2 separate regions of the Mus musculus genome follow, and region 1 is linked to region 2. The links are chromatin contacts, called in public HiChIP or PLAC-seq maps. All regions are on one chromosome and are shown on one strand. The core of a region is the stretch at or near the end of the contact, and the rest is flanking DNA. Distances in the headings are between cores, read along the strand shown.

Region 1 (6,484 bases), core at 519-3,018, 65 kb after region 2:
CAAGTGATGCTATCATTTAAACAACAGGTTTTAAAATAATTCCAATTATATCTGGAGAGGGATCTCTTTGAATATAATTATTTTGGCTGAATTCATCACATATTCATATATTTAAAGCAGAAGAATATTTCTAAACTGAGATTACCTTGTTACCAATGTCAATTTCCGATTTATTTTCATCTGGAAATTCCATCTTCCTGATTTTTACATTGATGATATAATGTGTTATCTCAGACTTTGCTGGGGACTTGTGTGTGTGTGTGTGTGTGTGTGTGTGTGTGTGTGTGTCCGCATGTATGTTGGGGGAGATAAGTCTGTGTTAGTGACTCTACTATGAGAAGCAAAAATAGGTAATATCTGCCTTCAGGAAAGAGCTTGCCTTTTCCTACAGTGGGAGGGGAAGACACAGACAATGACTACCCAGAATTTAGTGGGGCCTGAGGATGGGTGTCGTCATAAGAGAGAGGCTTTATAGCAACTTGGTCCCCAGGGACTGCGAGGTTTGCAGCTTGCCTGCACTACTGCAGAAGCATGAGGCCCTGAGTTCAGATGCCCAGCCTGGCACACTAGCAGGCATCTGGAACTTCAAGCTGGGGGAAGGGAAGACAGAGATGGCTGAAATCTAAACTTCAATGACGGGCAGAAATAAAGGGAGACACCTGATGTTCATCTCTATATGCAGGAGCACGCATGCATGCATGCACACCCACACTCACACATAAAAATACCTAAATGAATGAATGCACACACAGAGAGGGGAGGGGCACACACAGGTATACACACACAGAGACACACATTCACATATATGGTAAAATTAAAAATTAAAATAAACCTAGACCTTGAAGGAATTTCCAGTGTAAGGAACCCTTGTACAGAGAAAACAAGACATCACATACAATTATGAATAGATGTTGGGAGTCATGTTTGAAAGAGATGTGAGAAATTGGGTGTGCCCAAAGATCCAGAGATTTGGGGTAGGGAGCAGCAACCAGGAGGCTGGAAAGGAAATTAGAAGCCAGGAAGGGTCTAGTCTCCTGAACAGAAGCTTTGCTTTCATCCTCTGTGTTTGGAAAAGAATGCTTCCATACTCATAGGCACACTCTCCATTTTTCTGTTGCACAAACAGAAAGCAAGTACTACATCTTTTAGCTTATAGTTTGAAGCAAACTACAAAAGATTTGGAAATAATATAAATAATTTTGTCTTCTGTACCTATAAGGATGCAACATCTTTCATTATTCTTAAAAAGGACTATAATGTCCGTGCTGCTGTAATTATTATCTGAACATCTCTACTCATGATGCTTGCAATATGATTTACGTAAGTATCAGTTCCAGTGCACAGGCCTGTTAGGATGACACAATGTTCCATCTTCCTTTTAGAAGTTCCAACATTTTTGATCCCTATCATTCCATGGAGTTTTGAACTACAGTATTTTTTAAGCTCGTACATGTGTTGCCTGCAGGACAGTGCTGATAACCCATGACACTATTCTGGGTTTTAAATAAACACTTAATTCACGTTTAAGAAGGAACTATTAATATTCTATATCATGAGAGCAAAGTGGAAAGCAAGTCAGGGAACAAAAACATTTTCCCTGCCTTTGGAGTCAGGAAAGACCACATCTTCGGCTGTTTCTCAGGCCTCCTGCCTCCCTGGCCTGTCCTAATTTGCAGCATTCCACACCACTAGACACTAACAACCCAGAGCTGCCTTCAGCTGCTCAATGAAAGACCGTCACATCATGACAAACACACAATCCCTTCCTCCTCCCAAGAGGGACACGTTATTCTGAGCACGTCTTCGCTGGGCTTTCATTGCGCTGCCAAGGTCCCCCTGAGTGGGAAGGGGTAAAAAGGGAGAGTAAAGATCCCACCACTTGTCTCAGCGGAGCAGGCAATGATTTGTGCCCTTATATGCAGGATCTGACTGTCAGTGCCGATCTGCTTTCAGGCCGCGATTACATGTGATAAGGGCTGACCTTCTTTTACGTATTCACACATTATGAACTCACGGCGAGCAGGCAGGACACAAAAGTCCTTCAGATGTTCTGGGCATCAATCAAATTCCCAGCAAGGAGCCTGGAAACTTTTCTTCCATTTACTCAGGGAGGGGAAGGAGGACAAGGCGGGCTTAATAAAGTTTAAAGCTACGCCACACTACGTTTGGGAAGACCATTGTTATTAAAAGGGCACTGTTTAAAATAATTCTCTGTAGTTACCACTGGCAACACAAAAACTTCTCACACAAATATAAACAACTAGACTTTGTTCCTTCTTCAAAAAAATCTCAAACCTTTTACTATAAACCAAGTCTTAACAGCCTTAGCAGAGGGCTCCCCCACCCAAAAAAGATATTTACTAAGGATGGATTTCAAAAAACTAAATAGGTAAATTTTCTTTTTTTGGTAAATTTTCATGTAAAACAACTATAAATAAAACTTATCTGAGACATTCACAGAGGTAACAGAGAAAACCACACGTATAGGAAACACTTTGAACATCTTAATATAAGCTGGACCAGCAGTCCCTGGTCTGAGTTGTTTTACGTTTAACATACACACTGCTTTTTAATATACAAGGACTCTAGTAGATATCATATATTCTGACACAGGCTGCAATGTTGTTCTTCTACCATTATATTTCACACACACATACAGAGAGAATGAGAGAACAAGAGAGAGAGAGAATGAGGGAGAGAGAGAACGAGAGAGAGAGAGAAAGAGAGAGAGAGAACAGGAGAGAGAGAAAACAAGAAAGAAAGAATAAGAGGGAGAGAACACATAAACATGATTTAAGGTAAATTTTGAAAAGAAAAAATGAGCCCCAGACTGTGTGATATAATGGCATAATATACAGAAACTGGAAGTGAATAATTCTATGAGCAGCAGCACAAGCAAACATATCAAAGCAAGATGCTTCAAAAAGTCATTGTTATAATGCTATATCAAATCAATGGTCACTTACCTAGAGAACATTGACTACTTCTTGAGAACCATGGTATGAATATGCATGGACTATGCATCTCTCTCCTCCCCCCATCCCCCATTCTCCTTCTCTCTCTCTCTCTCTCTCTCTCTCTCTCTCTCTCTCTCTCTCTCTCTCTCTCTGTGTGTGTGTGTGTGTCTGTGTGTCTGTGTGTCTGTGTGTCTGTGTCTCTGTGTCTCTGTCTTTGTCTACACACACATACTCAAGGGTTTAACCATCCACGTGAGATGGGCAAATCAATGGGCATTTGAAAAATGGGAAGAAAATTAAAAGCAGCTGAGACAATTAAACTACATAATACAATCAACTGAACAATTATTAAGGAAACCATACAGAAGAAACAGACTGACGTCAGAAGGTTTCCACTATGCACAATCCACACACAGGCATTTAATCTAGCCTTTCTTACTCTATGAACAGAGTATAATGGCAAATCTGCACCCTGATCATCTGCAATCAAGTGAGAGATAATATCTGAAATTATTCTGACAATCACTTAGGGGAAAACAATCATCTACCACATATGAAGGGGAAATTGAATGGAAGGAATGAATCTTGATAAGAGCATGGAGGCAAAGAACCCAGGGAAAGCAAGTTTACAACTTCCCAGTGAATGTAGTGCAAAGGAGAACATTGGTGTGGTGGCTGTGGTGTGTGCTTTATGGAGAGCCTTTGTAGGCCCCATATTGTACCCTTAATATACTTCCACATCTGGTCCTCACCCTGTGTGGCAGGTGATCACACTTCCATATACAGATGAGACCACTATGAGCAAATAGATATGGTCTGTAAATGAGTTATGGATAATAGATTAGGACACCTATGCTTCATAGGTGGGAATCACTATGCCTTATTCTGTACAAATATTTGAGGCAGACCTAGTCCCTTTGGTAGCTGGAAACCTCAGATCCTCTTAGAGGTTGGTGAGATCCCAGAATGAAGCATACCAGGCAGAGCTAGAGAAGAGGATGGCTAGATAGTTGTATGAATGGCGAGAAGGTTGACACCCACGCCCCTGGAATCCACGGTGATGAAACAACAGGTCAGGTGGGTCAGATTCATTCAGAGTTGGAATTCCTCCAGACAGCATGTGAATCACTTATAAGAATAATTGTAATAAAGTACTGACATTATCTTAACTAGGTGATGTGTTCTATAAACATTCTTGACCACCTCCTCTGTAACTGTCCAATCAACCACAGTTGTCAAAGGAGATTGAGGTGCCTTGTGATTGAGAGGACTTGCTTTTCTCCCCCTTGAGCGCATCTGTGTGATGAGAGACAGGAAGTCAGCACTGGAGGCTTGGGGGAAGAAACAAGGCGGAGTCTCCAGAAGCAGGGAAGCGGCGCTTTCTCTCGTTTAGGAGACAGCATTCTGAACATGTACTTTGCTTCACTTAGAGAGAACTGACTCGTAATGACTGTGTGCTGTTGTCTATCTGCCTGTCTGTTTCAAAAGCATAAGACGTATTGTAACTTTCTGTACCTTGGCACCTGAACTCTGGAACAGGCTCACTCGGGCAACCCCAAGTCCCTGTGTCAAATTGCCTTTTTAGAAGCTCTCTTTTAAAGGGTTTCCAAGGCCCCTGTCTTCCTTACAAAACTTGTGCCACAGCATCCTTGGACAGAAATTCACAGTCTCTACAAGACAAACTGATAACACCTTCCCATGTTTCCCATGCTCGTCAGTGACAAAGAAGATGAGCCGAGTCCCATCTGGTCTCTTAGGACCACCATCTTTCCCTCAACCTCCAGTCAGATATGCGAGAGACTCATGGAACCCAATGTGCCCCAAAGAAGAAAGCTAAAAGAAAATGTAAATGGGTATGACATTATTAAAAGAATTACATTTTCTCTTCTTCATTCCTGCAATTGCCTCCTAGTGGGCTTTGAGAAGGAGCATTCAGCACACTAGTATGGTACCGTGCTTGATTAACCATCTCAAGGGAGGTGCCCAAGTTATCTATACATATACCATAGGAAGTTATCACCTAGAAAATCTGGTTTCTACAATTTGAAATGTATCTAAACATAAGAAGTTTGTAAGGTAAAATTGAAGACATTACTAATGATTAAATTTTGGTCTTGTTTAGCATGTACTATTCTTTCTATAGATTACCTTGACTATGTATTATTAAATATTGAAATACACGAGTTATACATTTATTAGTAGACTTGGCCTAAAACAGTCTTCAAAAATTAATGCTAAGAAAAATACAAGGGTTTGAGAAAGCCAATTTTTATTGAAAATTACGTTGAAACGCTACATATAAACATGCTCTCATGTAAAGGCAACAATGATGTCATAATTCTGGTTTAGATTTACAACATGCTAAATTTCTTAATATTCCCACAGTTGATTGTCTATATTAAACTACTTTCCTCATGGCAGATGGCTGACAGCTAAATGATGCCTGAAAACATATGGTGTCTATCTCTTTAGCAGGTGTGCATGTGCGTGCCGTGCTGCCACACCCCCTCCCTTAGCTCCCTTTCACCTGTCTCCTGATTCAAAGCACAGCTTTATACAACTCTGAATTGTTGTCTGTATAAAAAGTGACTGTTCTCGATAACCTCATTAATGCCTTTCTACCAAAATCCACACAAGAGTTTAGAAGTTTTAGAAAATTGAGGTTTGGTGTGGTATTTACCAAGCAAGGTTGTGTTTTGTTCTTGTTTTTGTTTTGTTGTATAAATTTTATTCCACCACTGAATAATACAATAGAGGGGGAAATTAGACTTTGACCTTCATAGAACTAAGTAAGCACTGACCTGAGATACAGAACTCCATTCTGTCAGGTGCATTACAGTAGCATCAGAAGATACCCAATATGCACAAAATGGTAGAAGCAAAATGTTGATAGTAGAGAACTAAGGGAAAGGAATGGTGATAATGACATCAGATACAACTAGGGATATGCTGACACAAAATCCAATCTCTAGTAGTCCTGGGGGAAGACCAGAAGCTGAGCTCCCACCCCTGTCTCATAAGCACCCTTGCTACACAGCCATTATCAAATCAGCTCACTCCATCTTTCATTGTGGCCAGCACGCCTTGTGGCTAAGACTGCAAAGGCCAGCTCCCGGCCGGGCAGGGAAACCGTAGACAGGCAGTGAGTTAGCCTAAGGATTCTGCCAAGGGAAACATTCAAACTCAGTTTTAACCAAAATGAGGAAAGCCTGTATTTATCCAGATGATTTCAGGCCTAGTAAGACAGCCACATGATCTAACCCATCACCATCACTTCCCCTCAGAGGCCTCTCAGAGGTTTGTGGTGGAGATTCCTCAAAGTACAACAGCAAGTCTCATTAGCACCTCCACCAGGATGTCTAAAGGATCAAGCTGAGGGAGGAAGTTCCACAGGGCGAGCTGCTTTCCAATCACTTGTTACAAAGCAGCTCCTTTTCACTGGAGTGCAGTGCGGGGAGCAGAAACTGACAACTGGGCAAAACTGTGCTTTGCTCCATGGACTTAGACCCTGGCCATGCTTCCTACTG
Region 2 (6,162 bases), core at 2,765-5,264:
TAGCACAGAAAAGTAACTCATACAGAAATTGTCAGCAGAAAAGTTGGTTTGGTTCTGTAGTGAACCTGACCATGATGATTTCTGGAAGGGTGTGGAAGAGTTTGCACTTCAGGCTGGAATGTGCTGTGGGCGGAGCTTAGTGGGTCATTCTTGTGTATGCTAGGAAGACCGGAGTGTTGAGTAACCTGAGACACTGGGTACACATCTCTTCAATGTGTCTCAAATGGCAACTGGGCTAGTGACCATTCTTGTGAAATTTTGGTAAAGAATCTGATTACATTCTACATAAGAGGTGAAAATTTATTTGAGGCTGAATTTAGAGGAATGGGCTAATTTCTATGGGAGAGGACATTTCAGGCAGCGTGATGTGGAGTCTCTGGCATGGTTACTCTTAATGACTCTTATGAAAAAGGAAATTTAAAATGTGCCGTTTGGGAAGGAAAAGGAGTACTAGGAAGCTTGAGATTCCAGCCAAGCCATGTGCTAAAAAAATATAATTACAAGATTACAACCAAAAATTGACAAGAACCCTCTTGGGCCACATTGAATACCAGGAAAGGTGCCCTGAAAACCACATACCACCACTTAAAGTTCCAATTTGTGAAAGGAGACAGCCCAAGGGGTTTCCTACACCAAGAAAGCAAATATTTAGGGACACTTTTGAGGGGATACAGCATATAAAACCTGCTTATAAACATAGCCCAAGGACACTAGTCTTCGCCCATAGCTGGTAACAAAACTCCTTGTCCACACCATAGTAATTTTGGTTGTAAGAAAGATATAATATTGAGGATGTCATGGGACCTCCCACCATGATCTCAGAGAGTTCCAAGGCTACATAGCACAGTGAAAATCCTGTGAAGGGGCTCCAAAGTCCATTACATAAGGGTATAAAAATGAAGTCTATGTTTCAATGGAGACCCCCCAAGCTATCAGAGATGCCAGAACAGTGGGACACCTACCTAGGAAAGTTGTATAGGGGAATAGAACCAGCCCAAGAAAGAAAGATGTGCTATATACTGCAAAGCTAGAGGGAAGAGTCATCTAAGGTGAAGAGAAGTCTGGTGGCTTTTGAACTGCTGGGTTTTCAGTTTGGTTTGGTCAAAATTTTTTTTACTATGGCCCCATTCCTTCATTTTTGAATAGTTATGCATACGCTATGCTGTGGATATTGAAAGCACATTAATTTGGGTTTCTTTCTAATATCAGATAACAGTAAAAAGACAACCTTGTCTTTGGGTTTTAGAAGAGACTGTATTTTTGAACAGATTTGGAACTGTTAAAGAATATGTAAACATTTGAAGTTGGATTAAGTACATTTTGTATCATGAGATGGCCATAAGCCCATGGGGGCCAGGGATGTGATAGTGCTATTTGAGTGAGAAATGCCCTCGTAGGTTCATGGTTTTGAGCTGCATCCTCAGCTGGTGGTGGTGTTTTGGAAGGTTAACAGACTGAATGAGGTAAAGCTTTACTGGAAGAAACACATCATGGGGGGTGAACTTTGAATTTTGATAGCCTGACTCCATTTCATTTCATTTTATTTTCTCTCTCTCTCTCTCTCTCTCTCTCTCTCTCTCTCTCTCTCTCTCTCTGTGTGTGTGTGTGTGTGTGTGTGTGTGTGTGTGTGTGACTACAAGTCAAAATAAATCCTTTATTCAAAATTGCTTTTCTTTGTCAGAGTATTTTATTACAGCAAACAGAAAAGTTACTAAACCATCCTTAATATAATTTGTTATCTATCTCTACTAGTGACCAAATGTAAATTAAGTTTTTCCATGGTAATTCTTACATCTTAGTGTACTATTTCTGCAAGCAATGTTTTCCTCATCAATTTCTATATCTCTAACACTTAGGATGTTGCTTGTAAAGGAAATAAGGAAAACTGTGAACTTCTTATGTGAATTTCTAGAATAAAACTGAAAAGCTTCATGCTGTAATGGGAATGTATTTATGAAACATTGTCAAAAGAATGAAACACTACTATGTTTTATAGTTAATACACTCTCTCAAGAAATAATGTCAATCTTGAAGTTTCATTTTAAATTATGCACATAAGAATTAGGAATCTATAGCACTTATAAATCATGTATTTGTGATGAGCTCGAGGAAGGGAAAGGAAATCTAGAGGCTGCTGTCAAAATCCATGCCAAAAATGTCTTTAAGTATGCAAGAGTTATCATTTTAAATATACCTAAGTATGTAAGCACTAAAATTAAAACTTTTAAACATATGATCTATTTTAGAAATATGCTATTAATTTAATAAAACCAGTTTGTTATGGAGATAAAATAAAATGTGGTAGACGAAACAATCTTTCATTTAGTCATTTATAAGGTCTTTATTTTTCGAATGCATATTATGGCAGAGTAGATTTAATTAAGACCCAATTCTGAATGATATTAGAGAGTAAGTATGAAGCATTATTTATTTTCTCTACCTCCTAGCAGCTCCCTGTAAGCTGTCCAAACTGGAGCTATCTGGAGAGAGGTGGGGAGAAGCCAACAGGGATCTTAAGAATACAGCTATACACAGCCACCAAGCCATGATCTTTGCGCATTTGTTGATTGTCATGATGTCAACACTCTACTCCAGCAGTGGGTAATGAGACCAATTAAAAGCAAACATTGTCAAGGCACCAATGAGTTTGGCAAAATAAGAGAGTCCAGTGCTCATTTCCAGTAAGCAAAGCCCCCTTCACTTCTCTTACCTCTGTCCTTGAGAGGAGGCAGAGTGGGGTGGAGGTCTTTATTACACTCATTCCTTTCTGTGCAGCATTCAATTGATCTTCTTTGATGAGGAATGGGAGTGTCCTAAAATGAAATGCCAACAGCTATTAGTGGGTGTCCTCCATATTTCAATGTCATACCATCTAAAATTTGGACAGATTGTCACTAAAATACACATTTAATATTCTAATAACTTTGCTCAAAATCTTGAAAAGGTTAGTTTCCATCAGAAAACTTATTTCAAATTATAATGTACCATTACAGCATTTACATTTCAATAAAATATTATTGTACTTGTAGCAACCAGAGTACACTGGATAAGCAAATAATGAAGTCTCAATTTAACCAATAAATACTCTGGATTTTAAAGATAGTCTAATTGGAAACTAAGTAATATGTTAACAGCTAATTTTAAAAAACATGGTTTGAAAATGAAGAAAGAATTGACTATTGAGAATTTTCAATTATTTTGCAAATTATTCAACATGGGATAGCAATGACAAAGGGCTTACTTTATCTTGTCAATGTAAGTTACAAAGTAAATTCAAATTATTTTCCTTACACGACATTGAAAATCTGACCCTTCTAGTCCTAGACATCCAGAGGTGACAACAGGCATTCCAGAGTCATCTTCTTCTATCATCGTGAAGCAGTACCCATCTGTGCTGAAGACCAAACAGGACAAGGAAGAGAGTGAGGGAAGAGAACACAGGACTCATAAAAATAAAGATAAATTAATTCCATTGGCTTCATTATAGATAGGGAAAAGTCATGCTGTTGGTTTTTTTTTTTTTTTTTTTGCTTGTTTATTTTTTGGTTGTTGTTTTGTTGCTGCTGTTTTTTCCTACACATTGTTGAGGACCTCCCAACATCTGCATCTATGAAATTAGACGCACTGATCATTAAAGTCATTTTCTCTTCACTTAGAAACTCAGGAAAGAGGGGAGTGAAATTTCCATGTATCATTAATTACCATTAAAAAGTGTTTATATTCTCAGTGAACTTATCTTGTCCCTATCACCTTTCCAGACAGACAACCTAATACCATCCCTACCCTTTATGTGAGGAGTCTAAGGGTCAGAGAACTTTAGTAGTTTCCCAAATATCACAAAGTCACTGAGAAAGAGAGGGAGGCAAAGCAAAGCCGGAACCTGTGCCTGAGAGTGCAGGGATTGACTCTCATTGGAGGCAGTGAAACACACGCATCTAAGGCAGGGTGGTGGAAGATAGGCAGAAGTGGGATTAACCAATCACAGCAGAGGCGATGCAGGCTAAGGTTCTTAGCACTCTCTCTCTCTCTTTGGGCTGGCATGGCACAGCAAGACACTGAGCATTGGCAGCAAACACTATTGGGTATGGATACAAATAGAATTTATAGAAATGTCTTGATTTAAGTAAATTTTAATGTTTCCTAAATAAAAATGACTTTCAGTTGTTACATGACATTTCATCTTCTTATTGATCATTTGAAGATAATACCATTTCTGTTTTACATATGGTGAAATTGACTTCGTGAGAAAGTATGAATATATATAAAGCTGAACAGAAACAGTTACAGCATTGGGCCTTGAATTGGAAGTCCTCTTATTTACTCCCACTCATTATCCGCTAACCTGGGAGTAAACTGAAAAGAATAACTTGTGTATACAGGGCTGTGTACAAAGAGATAGATTCTCCTCATAAATCAGGACTTATACTGTGGGTTCCCAATAAGTCACAAGCTGCCATCGTGTCCCTAGAAAGAAAGCGTGGAGTCCACATCTTCCATCCTCTTCTCATCCATATGCATGTGCAGTGTCCAAGGCACATGACAATGGAGTGCTAAAGGTCATGGGAACAAAGCTGTGAGAGCTGTATGAGCCGTGATTTGTAGGTCTGTCTGCTTGCATTAGTGGGAGCAGCATTCAGCCATGCATTAGCCCTCGAGTTACCATCAACATCCTTACAACTGTTTACTTAGTTTTTAGGTCTCAAGTGATCCAACATGTCTCATTTTATAAAACCTCAAAGGGCGGAGCTGGAACATACTAGTGACTGGCTAGGAAGGAGAATGATAACTCCGTGTTTGACTCTGGTCAAATGGATGCATGATGCTGTAGAAGAAAAAATGCCTGTGAACAGTCCACGCTCAAATTCTTTGGAGCTTTTTACTCAACGGACTGAAACCTCAGCGGGAGTGTAAAACACACAGTACTGAAGGCAATATGTAAGACAGACCTTCACCACAAGAAATCTGAGTGAATACTCTTTGTGTGGTTTCCTCTGTGTTCAGGCTATTGGTGACAGTATTTCTCAGTTGGAATTCCTAGGCAGTAGAGGTGTCAACATAAGGCATTAAATCTGAGATGATATAATGTATTCCTCAAAATCATGGTGTGCAGAAACGGGCATTAGGGTAATCCATAAGAACCCCCCACCAAGCAAACAAGCACAACTAAAGGGAGGGAAGGAGGGAGTCAAGTTGTTGGCAACTTAAAATACAACAAAACGAAGAGTAAACCAAGTTTCAAAACTAAAAACCTGTTTGCAAATCTGAAAGCTAGAAATGCGAAGAAGAAGGGGGATAAAGATATTATGCAGAAATTAAGATCAACTAGTTTCTCTTCCAGAAGACCTGATTCCAACTCCTAGCATCCATACAATGGCTAAAAACCATCTATAACTTAATTTCCAAACATCCAGCACCTTCTTGCTTCTCCAGGGTTTGCTAATGGGTATGGTCAACATACACATGTGCAGGTAAAATACCGATACAAATAAAAAAAACATAATATGTATGTATGTATGTATGTGTGTGTGTGTGTGTTTATGTATGCCTGCATGCATGGTTGCATATATTAGGGATAGAGAGAAAGAAAGAGGCATCCTGGAGTATAGGATCACTATACAAGGTCATAAATTTAGAAAGAAATAAAATATGTGGAGACTATGAGAGGAGAAGGAGAGGAAGATTTCATTGTTGATTATCTACAACACAGCAAATGTATTTTATAAACCTCATACTGGAGTCCCTGTCCAACAAAGGACATTAACTGGTAACTAGCAGAACAATTACAGAAGGTAGAGCATTACTTGAAATCCTTTAACTCTGTAGTAAGCACCAACGCTCTGGAGTACAAGCTGGCCAACTATTCCCACCATCAAGATGCCTATCCAGTGTCAGAAAGGACAGTTACTCCCTGATATCAGTTTTTAAAAGCTATTCTGCTGCCCAAGTATCCAAGCTTCTGTCACTATTCTCATAGTGTAGGAGCCAATGAGACAAAGAACCATGAAGGAAGTCAAAGGAGGAATAATGTTATGAAGTGAAATGCATAGATGACTAATGGATGAATCGTTGGGTTACAGTAATGGTTATGGATGTGGACAGTGACACACAGTCAACAAATGTAACTGTCAATTAATGAGTTGTCCCTCTGTGTCACAGGAAGGG

The links. HiChIP or PLAC-seq counts read pairs in DNA pulled down with a chosen protein or histone mark.
Region 1: an H3K4me3 HiChIP or PLAC-seq map of neural tube shows a contact between it and region 2, with 2.5 times the contacts expected there. The contact joins two enhancer-like sites. A contact is called at or near these places in 5 of 484 Hi-C or Micro-C datasets (brain, embryonic fibroblasts, granulosa cells and 1 more) and 2 of 115 datasets of contacts at active chromatin or transcription factors (neural progenitor cells and neural tube).

The regions. Positions count from the first base shown.
Region 1 is chr3:141,934,978-141,941,461 of GRCm38.p6, forward strand. All of the region lies in intron 2 of Bmpr1b (bone morphogenetic protein receptor, type 1B), which reads right to left. Among named protein-coding and RNA genes, the nearest start is that of Bmpr1b, 230 kb to the right of the region's middle. Within about 2 kb of position 1,769, at least 46 of the 459 cell types and tissues checked have an H3K27ac peak or open chromatin away from gene starts, as enhancers often do. A contact at or near this core is called in neural tube, where this site is marked.
Region 2 is chr3:141,868,012-141,874,173 of GRCm38.p6, forward strand. Bmpr1b (bone morphogenetic protein receptor, type 1B) reads right to left here. Exons shown (of 12, transcript NM_001277217.2): 4 at 3,292-3,394; 5 at 2,711-2,813. Among named protein-coding and RNA genes, the nearest start is that of Gm15689, 190 kb to the left of the region's middle. Within about 2 kb of position 4,015, at least 4 of the 459 cell types and tissues checked have an H3K27ac peak or open chromatin away from gene starts, as enhancers often do. A contact at or near this core is called in neural tube, where this site is marked.